2 separate regions of the Mus musculus genome follow, and region 1 is linked to region 2. Evidence: chromatin contacts called from public HiChIP or PLAC-seq data. All regions are on one chromosome and are shown on one strand. The core of a region is the stretch at or near the end of the contact, and the rest is flanking DNA. Distances in the headings are between cores, read along the strand shown. Region 1 overlaps Cdk19 (cyclin-dependent kinase 19). Region 2 overlaps Slc16a10 (solute carrier family 16 (monocarboxylic acid transporters), member 10).

Region 1 (4,898 bases), core at 1,949-4,448, 280 kb after region 2:
TTCTCAGTCCACACAGCACATTTTATGATGCAGAAATGAGATAGTTGTTTATAGCTTGTTTTCTTTAAGTATTGTAATGCAGGGTTCAGGGAGTGCCTCACACCTTTTTTTTCTGAGCACTTGGGGAGGCAGAAGTGGACTGATCTTTGTGAGTGGAGGCTAGCTTGATCTGTATGGACACACTGTCTCAAACAACAGCAACAAAACCCAGCAGACAATAATAAGAACTGTTGTACTAGAATGGAGCGTCATTCTCAGAAGAATAGAGCTGACATTTTGGTTTGACCTCACGATTTACATGCAATGCTGATTCAAGTTTCAAATAAAATCTTCTAAGCCAATTAACTTTTCTCTTGTAAGTATATTTCAGAGATTGTGGATATAAAGAGCAAGAGCCCTTTCTTACTGCATTAGGAAAGAGACTATAATAGTATCTAACATCAAGTAGGAAAACTGCCAAAACTCCCACCTAACTAAAAGGATATGGGGTGCAGTTATGGCTCAGTGAGTAAAGCTCTGGCTGCACTTCTATAAGACTATATTCTATTCCCAGCACCCACGCGGAGGCTCACAACCATCTGTAACAGCAATTTACAGGCATTTCCTTTCAGGGCTGAATTCTTGCAGTGCGGGGCTGTATGACAAGATTTTTTCCCTGGGGAGATGCAGCAGTGCTAGGGATCTGATGCCCTTTATCAACCTCTCCACAGGCACCAAGCATGCAAATTGTGCATATATATGCTCAGGCAAAATACCCATCCACTAAATAAATAAACAAGTAAATGAGTAAATAATCTTTTTTTGTGTGTTTGTTTGTTTTAAAGGAAGATGCCTCAGTGGCCCAGGTTTAGTAGCACTTTCCGTGATAGAAAACTAAAACATTGAAAATGTTTAAAAATGTTGATTTTAGTATTTTGGATCTTAGTAATCTTTTTGGGTATTTTATTTTGAAAAAAATACTTAGCATTTGAGGTAATTTTGTAAAAAGAATCTCAGAACGAAGCCGGAGGTTGGGCTGGGTATAGTTCAGGGATAGAAAGCAGGCGTGGCAAGTGCAAAGCTTAGTCCTTAGTACAAATAAACCTAGGAAGCAGTATTGCCTGCTCTAATGCTCTAATTCTATCTGACTCGACAGAGCTACATTTGAGAATGACAAAATATTTACATATTTTTTTTCATTCCCTCCAGACGGAAGTAGTTGTATTCTGGTAAATTTTAAGACATACTGCTTACTGTTACTGCTTACTGTTCCAGTGAAAATATTGATGTAAAGTCATCACTGTCGTTTTTATTTTATCTTTCACATACTTTTTTTTTAATTGTTGAATTTTTGCAGTGCAGGGGTGTGTGACAAGATTCTTTCTAGGGAAGATGCAACAAGCATGCACGCACGAATGCACACCTCACATGAATGCACACCTTACTCCAGATAGAGAGTCAGAGTAAAGTAGGGATAGCATCAGAGTCAACTTTGTGATCCAGTGAGTTTTATTGGGGTTATAGGAATATGGGCGAAGGGGTTCCTTATAGGAGCAGAAATGACTCAAAGACAGCTTTATCAACAAATCCCACCCCAGCACAGGTGACAGCTCACAACGTTTGGGAACCTGGTGCACACTGTACAGCCTGCAGACTGCTCAACCGGTTGGGGAGTGTCCTTTCCAAGTGACTCTAAACCCCTTCTAGGCAGGTGGGCCGATCTCTGCTTCTTCCAGGTAGTCACTGCAGTTTGGCTTGTCTGAGAATGAGCCTCTCCAGTCTTTAGTGTTTACTCTTGGGAGGGAGGGACTTAGTGAATCTGGTCAGTTTCAGGGACTTCCTGGAGCTATCTTGAGATGTTTACTTTCTGTCTTAAGATGCAGGATGGAATGTTTCCAAAGGAGAAAACTGCTATACAGCAAAGGAATCTAACCTGGGCCTTTATGTATGCGGGTGTACTTGTTAATCGTCTTTGACAACCTGGTGAAACCTATAATTACATGGGAGATGGGTGGCCTTTGCACATGCCAGTGGGAGATTATCTTGTTGCATTAATCGAAGTGGCATCATTTCTTTCTAGGATCCTGGATTGTATAAAACAGAGAAAGCCAGCTGAACATTAGCGTGCATTCATTCATTGCTGTTTTCTTATTATGGATGTAATGCTGCCTTGACTTTCCTGTGCCTTGACTGTAAACTAAAGTTAAGGCTTTCCTTCTTTGGTTGCTTTTGTCAGGGTCTTTACCACAGAAACAGGGGAAGAAACTGAAACAGTCAGCAAGTAAGTACTCTGGCCCTGAACTACTCCCCAGCTGCCCCCTGCCTCCCTTTCCCCTGGTATGTTGCCCAGCGGGGCCTTAAACTTATAGATAGAAGTAACCCTCCCTTCTCAGCCTTCTGTAAACTGGGACTACAGGGATGTCATACTGTTGATATGTTTCTTTAAGAGGAGTTTTTCTGGATTTTCTTATTACTGTGGAAATCTTTAAAAATTTGCTCAAGACAGCGGTTACTTAATCCGTAGGGTTTGTAAGTTTGTTGGCTGCTTTCTCGGGATGGAGTTAAGTATGTGATGGAGTGAAGTGATTTTAGTAGCTTATGATAGGGTCACAGAGTTTATAAAGTGCTAACATAATATCTAAAAATAGTTTTAACAATCCTACAAATAAATTTTCATAGCTAATTTTTCTTTTACTGAAAATGGATTGTTTTTTCTCACATAATATATCCTGATTATGATTTCCCTTCCTTCCCCTCCCATGTAGATCCACTCCTTTTCTGTTTCTCATTAGAAAGCAAGCAAGTTTCTGAGGGATAATAATAAAACTAACAAAAGAAAACATTAAAGGAGAAAACAATAACTGTCATTAGAGTTGGAAAAGACAAACAGAAGGCAAAGCCCAAGAGAAGGCACAAGAACCCGAGACCCACTCATTTGCACTCAGGAATTCATAAAACACCAGCGTGGAAGCCCCATGTAGTGCATACACAGAGGGCTGTGCAGTCCGGGCATGCTGCCTGAGTCTGTGTGAGTTCATGTGAACTTGATCATGTTGATTTAGAAGGCCTTGTTGTCTTGATGGCCACCATCTCCTCTGGTTTTAACACACTCTTTCTACCTCCTCTTCCTTGGGGTTCTCTGAGCCCTGAGGGGAGGGTTCTGATAATGACATCTTATTTAAGGCTGAGTGTTCCAAGGTCATTCATGCTCTATAGACTGTCTGGCTGTGGGTCTCCCACTGTTATTCACATCTGCTGCTGGAGAAGCCTCTCTGATGATGGCTGAGCAAGGCACTGAAATAGCTATTCATAGCTATTTTCATTTGAACCACTGTGTAGTCAAGAATTTGATACATGGTATGTGGTTACCTGTTTTGGGCCCCTTATAACCTAGGTAATGCCCACACCTATTTGTTTTGTGTCTCCTTTTACTTAATGGGCCAAGTCAGTTTTCTTAGAGAATATCCTATATATAGGTAGGACTTTTAATAATTCTTCCTGCTGGAGCCTGTTGAAGGGTAGTAGTTACTAGTGGTAGTGTTTGGTGCTGTGAATGGGTTGTGATTCCCATTATTAATTTGTGGGTCTCACCACTTGTTCATGAATGCTAATGTTTGTTTACCCTCATATTCATTACACAAATAATATTACATGAATGCCGTTATGTCAAAGAGGTTTATGAAACCACTGGACACCATCATATAAGGCCACCACTACACCTTTTCTTTTATATTCTTTTTGTCACCATTTTTATTTTTGTGGTTTTAACAGTCATTTAATAATATTGGTTGCATGGGGGAAAACAAAGAAACATCTCTTTCTCCCAGGCAGAGAGCATGGACAAACACAGGATTCCTTCAAGACCAGTTTGGTGACCCAGTGAGTTAGATCAGGTTGTTACAGGAATGTGGGTGACTCACTCGGGCAGCTACACCTCTGAGGAGTGCCACCCCAGTCAGCTGAGAGTAGTAATTGGAAGCTCCAGGGAAAATGGGACCTGGTCATGTACAACCCAGAGAAACAGCCACACTACACTGATACATCTTTCTCTAAGTCAGTTTGTTACTTTGTGTTCCTGTGGTACTGGTCATCCAGTCTGTTTATCTGTGGCTTTTTGTTACTTTGCAAGGTGCTTTCATTTCACTGAGGCATCATCGCTTTGGCAGTTCCGTTATCTTCAGCCAGTTCCTAGATGTCCGCTATAGAAACATACACGTGCTTGTGTGCACGTATATGAATGCATATTTATGTAGTATTTTGAACATTAACTTGTTCCATGTGCTTAAATATATTTAACGACAGTAGATAATTCTGTCTCTGCAGTGTGATGGCTTGTTTTGTAATTTGAGACAGAATCTCACTAAGTAGACCAAGCTGGCTTCAAGGTCACAGATCTGCCTGTCTCTGCCTCACCAGTGTTGGGATTAAACACATGAGCCACTACACCCAGCTGCAGTGTATGTGGAGTACATTTCTACTCCATTTCCTTTAACTTTTGGCTAATTTTAAACTCTCCTCGAGTTTCTGTAGTAGTCTATTTATATTTGCTTATTATTACTTTTTAATCTTCTCATGTGTCCTGTATACTGTCAGGTTTTTGAGAATAGCTATCTGATTATATATTTATATTGTTAGGAAACCTCTGATGGCTTCCATCATATGGTTAAAAATGACAGCTTTTTAGCATACTATGCAAAAATAATGCTCACTTAACTTTTTTCATTTCATTCTTGTGCTCTTTGTTTGTTTTGAGACAAGGTTTCTCTTTTATGTAGCTCTGGCTGACCTGTGTTCACTCTGTAGACCAGGCTGGCCTCAAAGTCCCAGAGAACTACTGTCTCCCTAGTGCCGGGATTACAAGTGTTTACCACCATACCCAGCTTCTAGCCATGTTCTTGTTCTGTCTGACTGTCTGTGTG
Region 2 (4,787 bases), core at 1,862-4,361:
ATGTAAGTAATTTTTAAAAAGAAAATTTACTTTCTTTAAATGTAGGAGATCAAATTAGTAATTCTTTCAACTAGCTAGTTAGGAGCCAACAAAGCTGCTAAAGCACCCTTCTGTGAAGGATACATCAGGACCAGCATACTCCAAGAAGGTTCCGCTAAACTCCCTCAGTGTTCTCCCTTCTCCAGCACTTACCATCAGTGCCCCACATAGGGGGAGGGGCACTCACCACTTGTCACTCAGTCTAAGTTTTTCAAATGCTACGCCACCTTGAATGTATCTCTCTGCTGTTCTTCACATCCTTATGTGCATGCAAAAATAGTCACCCTAACTTTTCAGTCTTTGAAAGGGAAGTTGCTACTATATACCCACTGCCTCACCTCTCCACCTTTCTCAGACTCAGAGACGCCTGCATCTGAATTGAGTTTCTTTGTCCACAGTGCAACAGTGCTTCTTGCCTCCAACAACTTGCTCTGCAAAGCCACAAAAGTCCCGACACATAAAACATAAGGACCAACTAACTGGGGCCTGCTGGCCGCCAGCCTAGCCACAGGTTCAGAGAAACACTGTCTCAGGGGAATAAAGCAGAGAATGATAGACAGAGGATAGACACTGGATATCCTCCTCTATCTAGTTCCCATGCACAAAGACACACAGACACAGACACACACACAGACACACACACACACAGACACATAGACACACACACACAGGCACATAGACACAGACACAGACATACACAGACACACAGAGACACACACAAGCACACAGACAGAGACACACACACACATAGACACACACACAGACACACACACACACACACACACACAGGCACACAGACACAGACACACACAGACACACACACAGAGACACACACACACACACAGACACACACACACAGGCACACAGACACACACACACACAGACAGACACACATATGCGCTTTTATAGTCTCAGTACTGGGGAAATGGGGATCACGTGCATGCAAATCCCTACTGCGGCCAGAAGAGGGTGTTAGGTCCTCTGGAACTGGAGTTACAGGTGGTGGTTAGCTACCAAGTGAGTGCCAGGAACTGAACCTGGGTCCTCTCCAAGAGCAGTAAGTGCTCTTAACTTCAGCGTCATCTCTCCAGGACTTTAAATTCTCTCTTTAAAGTTTTTTATACCATGGAGAATTTCATGAATTTTTGTATTTTGAGTGTTTGTTGTCATTTGGCTAGGTTTGGTTTTAGTTTTTGGAGGGGGTTGTTCCGTTTTTAATTAACTCATTTCATGTGGATGGGTGTTTTGTCTGCATGCAGGTCTGTGTACCATGTGCATGCCTGGAGCTGCAGAAGCTATAAAAGGACATCAGATCCCCTGAAACTGGAGTTAGCTGCCATGTGAGTACAGGGAACTGAACCTGTGTCTTCTGGAAAAAGCAGGCAGCAGTCTTAGCCACTAAGCCCCCTCTCCAGCCCCTTGTTTTGTTTTGTTTTGTTTGAGACAAGGTTTCACTGTTTAACCCTGGCTAGCCTAGAAGTCACTATGCAATCCTAGTGGCCTTAAACTTGTGCTGAGACCCTCAACTGTTTTTGCCTTGCAAATGCTGGAATTACAAATGTGGTCCCAAAAACCAGAGAATTTTGAACAGATTATTTGGGGCAGAAGTCAAGTAAGCTAGAAACAATCTCAAGGTATTGCTAGGTTTGACCACTACTTGCTGGAAAGAACTCCTTTCAACAGAGCCGAGAAATATAACAAATACTTTTTCTGAAAAAGATACCTCACATTTATAATTTTGGATGTTATAAAATTTAAAAAGCAACACAGTATGTTGTGATAGTATGGAAAGCACAAATAGGAACCCAAAGAACAAATTAAAAACAACTATCCTGATATTGTGCAAGTAGAGATTTGTAACACAAGAACCTTCCTCATCCATTGACCTCTGACCCAGTCAGGACCTCTTCCATCAGAGCCAAAGCAGGAACTGTCCCCAAAGTCTCAGTGGCTGCTCTGGGGTAAAGGCCTAGCCTTTGGTAGAAGAAGCTAAGTCTGCTTAAGAAGCCCCACTGGGCTTCTGCTGTCTTTCTTAGTGACCTGTCCTCAGGGGCTCCAAATTCTATTCTTATCAATAACATAAACATACCAGGCAAGGCCTGGAAGAAGGGTTTGCAGCTGACCAGCTCACTTCTAACTCATACCAGCCTCTTCCTTAAATGAAGAGGGAGATACTGATGTCCACTAATGTTGGTTATGACAACTGTAATGGTTTTACAGCTTTTGGGGGGGTGGGAAGGTTAGAGACAGGGTTTCTCTGTGTGGCCCTGGATATCCTGGAAGTAGATCTATAGAGCAAGCTGGACTCGAACTCAGAGATCTGTCTGCTTCTGCCTCCCCATTGCTAAGATTAACGGTGTGTGCTACCACTGACTAGCTGACAATTGGAATTTATTTAATGCACATGATGTCAGACAGAGTCAAGATGCTTTCTATTACCTATCTTAGCCTGTGTTGTGTTGCAATGACAGGAAAACATGCACTAGCTGCCAGGGCATATACTAGAGGGAGACTGTGTCTCCAAACCCTAACAGATGAACTCAGGGGAATAAACACGAACCATAACATTAAGCCATTTAAGTCATTTAAAGAGGTACCTGCCCAGATGAGAAAACATTCACACAAACGTTGAGTATAGTGAGGCTGGAATTTGAGTAGAGTACCTCATTTAGTGTATGTTAAATTACCTTTTAACTGATTTAACCAAACACCTTCACACAGCCCAATTAAGATAATGTGATAGATTCCGTTGAAGGATATCTGTAGAGAAAGTCTAAGTTTAAAAATCCAAAATATAACCATATAGGCATATTATTTAAAAAATACAAAAATAAGAAATATGAAGATAAGCATGAGAAATAAATGAGTTAAAAGCTGTTGCCTTTGTAATAGGACTTCTGGAGAAAGCAGCAAGGCATAGGCTCTCTAGAAACCTGATCCTTTTTTACTACAAGTACATACAATCACTAATCCTATAAAGTAACTTATCAGGGGGAGAGAGGGCTCTGTGGCTAAGAGCAGTTACTGCTCTCTCAGAGGACTGGATGTATAATCCAGCACCCCGCACTGAGTGATTCACAAATGTCTCCAGCTCCAAGGAATCCAACCCCACCCTCTGGGGTGCGATGAGCTCATGCTCACATGCACACACACAAAATCAACATTTTGTAAAGAAACCTGTCATCAATGGTAGTGAACCAATCAAGGCCTATGACTAAGTCTCTAAAATCACATGAACACAGCAGTACAACTACCTAACAAATAACACAAAGAGAGCACTACTCTTCAGGGTCATAAAAATATAGCTCATGATTGGAAACTGTGATCAAAATGCCTAGGAACAGATTGAATTTGTAGATCAACTATACAAGACACAGGCAGATTCCTTGAGACAAATCAAAGCATAGCTTCCCCTGGCTGGGGCAGACGTGTGCCCCTAGCTGGTCTGCCTGGGCCACAATCACATTAATCTTTAATTAATAGATTGCTTTGTGGAATTTCAGAACGCCATAAAGTTTATCTTGCTATCCCTACATGTGTGGCTTTAAAAGTTGAAAATGAATATTCTACCTTGCCAGCCATGGAACAATAAAGACTAACTGAGGTTACTTGAGCTACACTGTTCTCCCATTCAAGAGAAAGGTGAAGGCTGGTGATTACTTTAAAGGGTTTACTTGAGTACAAGTAATTTAAGTAGGTCAGGACAAATTCCAAGGTAAACTTCCTGTTATTCTCAAACCACTGTCCCTTCTGCATCCCAGCAGAGCTACGTAACATTTATTAAGTGTTCATTATGTACCGAGCCCTACTTCAGAGCTTTATATGCGTTTGTATCTGTATTTATAGTTATTATATGTGTTTAATCCTTACAACTCTCTTCTGGGGACCTGGAGCCCCGTGCATGCTAGGCAAGTACTCTACCACTGAGCTACACCACAGCCCCAACCAAGGCTTTGCTTGAGTCAGGGTCTCACTCTCAGTCTGCTTCATTGTCACTGAAATGACCAAGCTGGCCTCAAACTTGTGATTCTCCTGTCTCTGTGTAAGTGCTAGGATTATAGACCTGTGTCCTCCACCCCAGCTCTCACAACAATCCATGTCAAAGTATTCTAACCTCCATGGAGATGATGAAACTGAGGCAAAGCATGTGTTAAGTAACTTGCCCAAGACCACAAAAACTAGAAGCAAGGGATTTACTAGTCTGGAATCATATGCTACCCATCAGAGGCAGCCACCTTCTATAAAAGGTCACAATAAACCTCTGGAGACACTCTTAGGTCTCTTCCTAAAATAGACATGCACAAACAAGTCTTAATTAAGAAAATGCCAACCCAAACAGCAAGTTTCTATCTAACAGATTTCTATCTTAGTGAATCAAATGTCTAGGGATTGCTGGCCTCTCAAATAGCCAACGCTTCTGTCCTAAATATCAGCTATCCAACTATGCTCTGGTAACAACCTTCCTTCTCACAGTAAGCTATCAGGAAGTACCACTGAGTTGCAGGAAACTAAGCCATTTAAAGGGCCAAGATAAAACAAACTACCTGGGCAGGCTGGAGTCAAGCCACACACACACACACACACACACACACACACACACACACACACACACACACATTCTTCTTAACAGTAGATATAAAATCAGAAACATCTTTTACTTACTATAAAAGTTGTTTCTTAAGACATTAAGCTAGGGCTAGAAAGATGGCTCACCATTTAAGAGCACCGCTACCTGGCAGAGGACCCAG

Evidence for each region. HiChIP or PLAC-seq counts read pairs in DNA pulled down with a chosen protein or histone mark.
Region 1: a FOXA1 HiChIP or PLAC-seq map of pancreatic cancer cells shows a contact between it and region 2. The contact joins two enhancer-like sites. A contact is called at or near these places in 1 of 15 datasets of contacts at CTCF or cohesin (the NIH/3T3 cell line), 1 of 484 Hi-C or Micro-C datasets (Th1 cells) and 1 of 115 datasets of contacts at active chromatin or transcription factors (pancreatic cancer cells).

The regions. Positions count from the first base shown.
Region 1 is chr10:40,375,958-40,380,855 of GRCm38.p6, forward strand. All of the region lies in intron 1 of Cdk19 (cyclin-dependent kinase 19), which reads left to right. Among named protein-coding and RNA genes, the nearest start is that of Cdk19, 29 kb to the left of the region's middle. Within about 2 kb of position 3,199, at least 37 of the 459 cell types and tissues checked have an H3K27ac peak or open chromatin away from gene starts, as enhancers often do. A contact at or near this core is called in pancreatic cancer cells, where this site is marked.
Region 2 is chr10:40,091,785-40,096,571 of GRCm38.p6, forward strand. The region is part of intron 1 of Slc16a10 (solute carrier family 16 (monocarboxylic acid transporters), member 10); the gene reads right to left. Among named protein-coding and RNA genes, the nearest start is that of Gm25613, 15 kb to the right of the region's middle. Within about 2 kb of position 3,112, at least 70 of the 459 cell types and tissues checked have an H3K27ac peak or open chromatin away from gene starts, as enhancers often do. A contact at or near this core is called in pancreatic cancer cells, where this site is marked.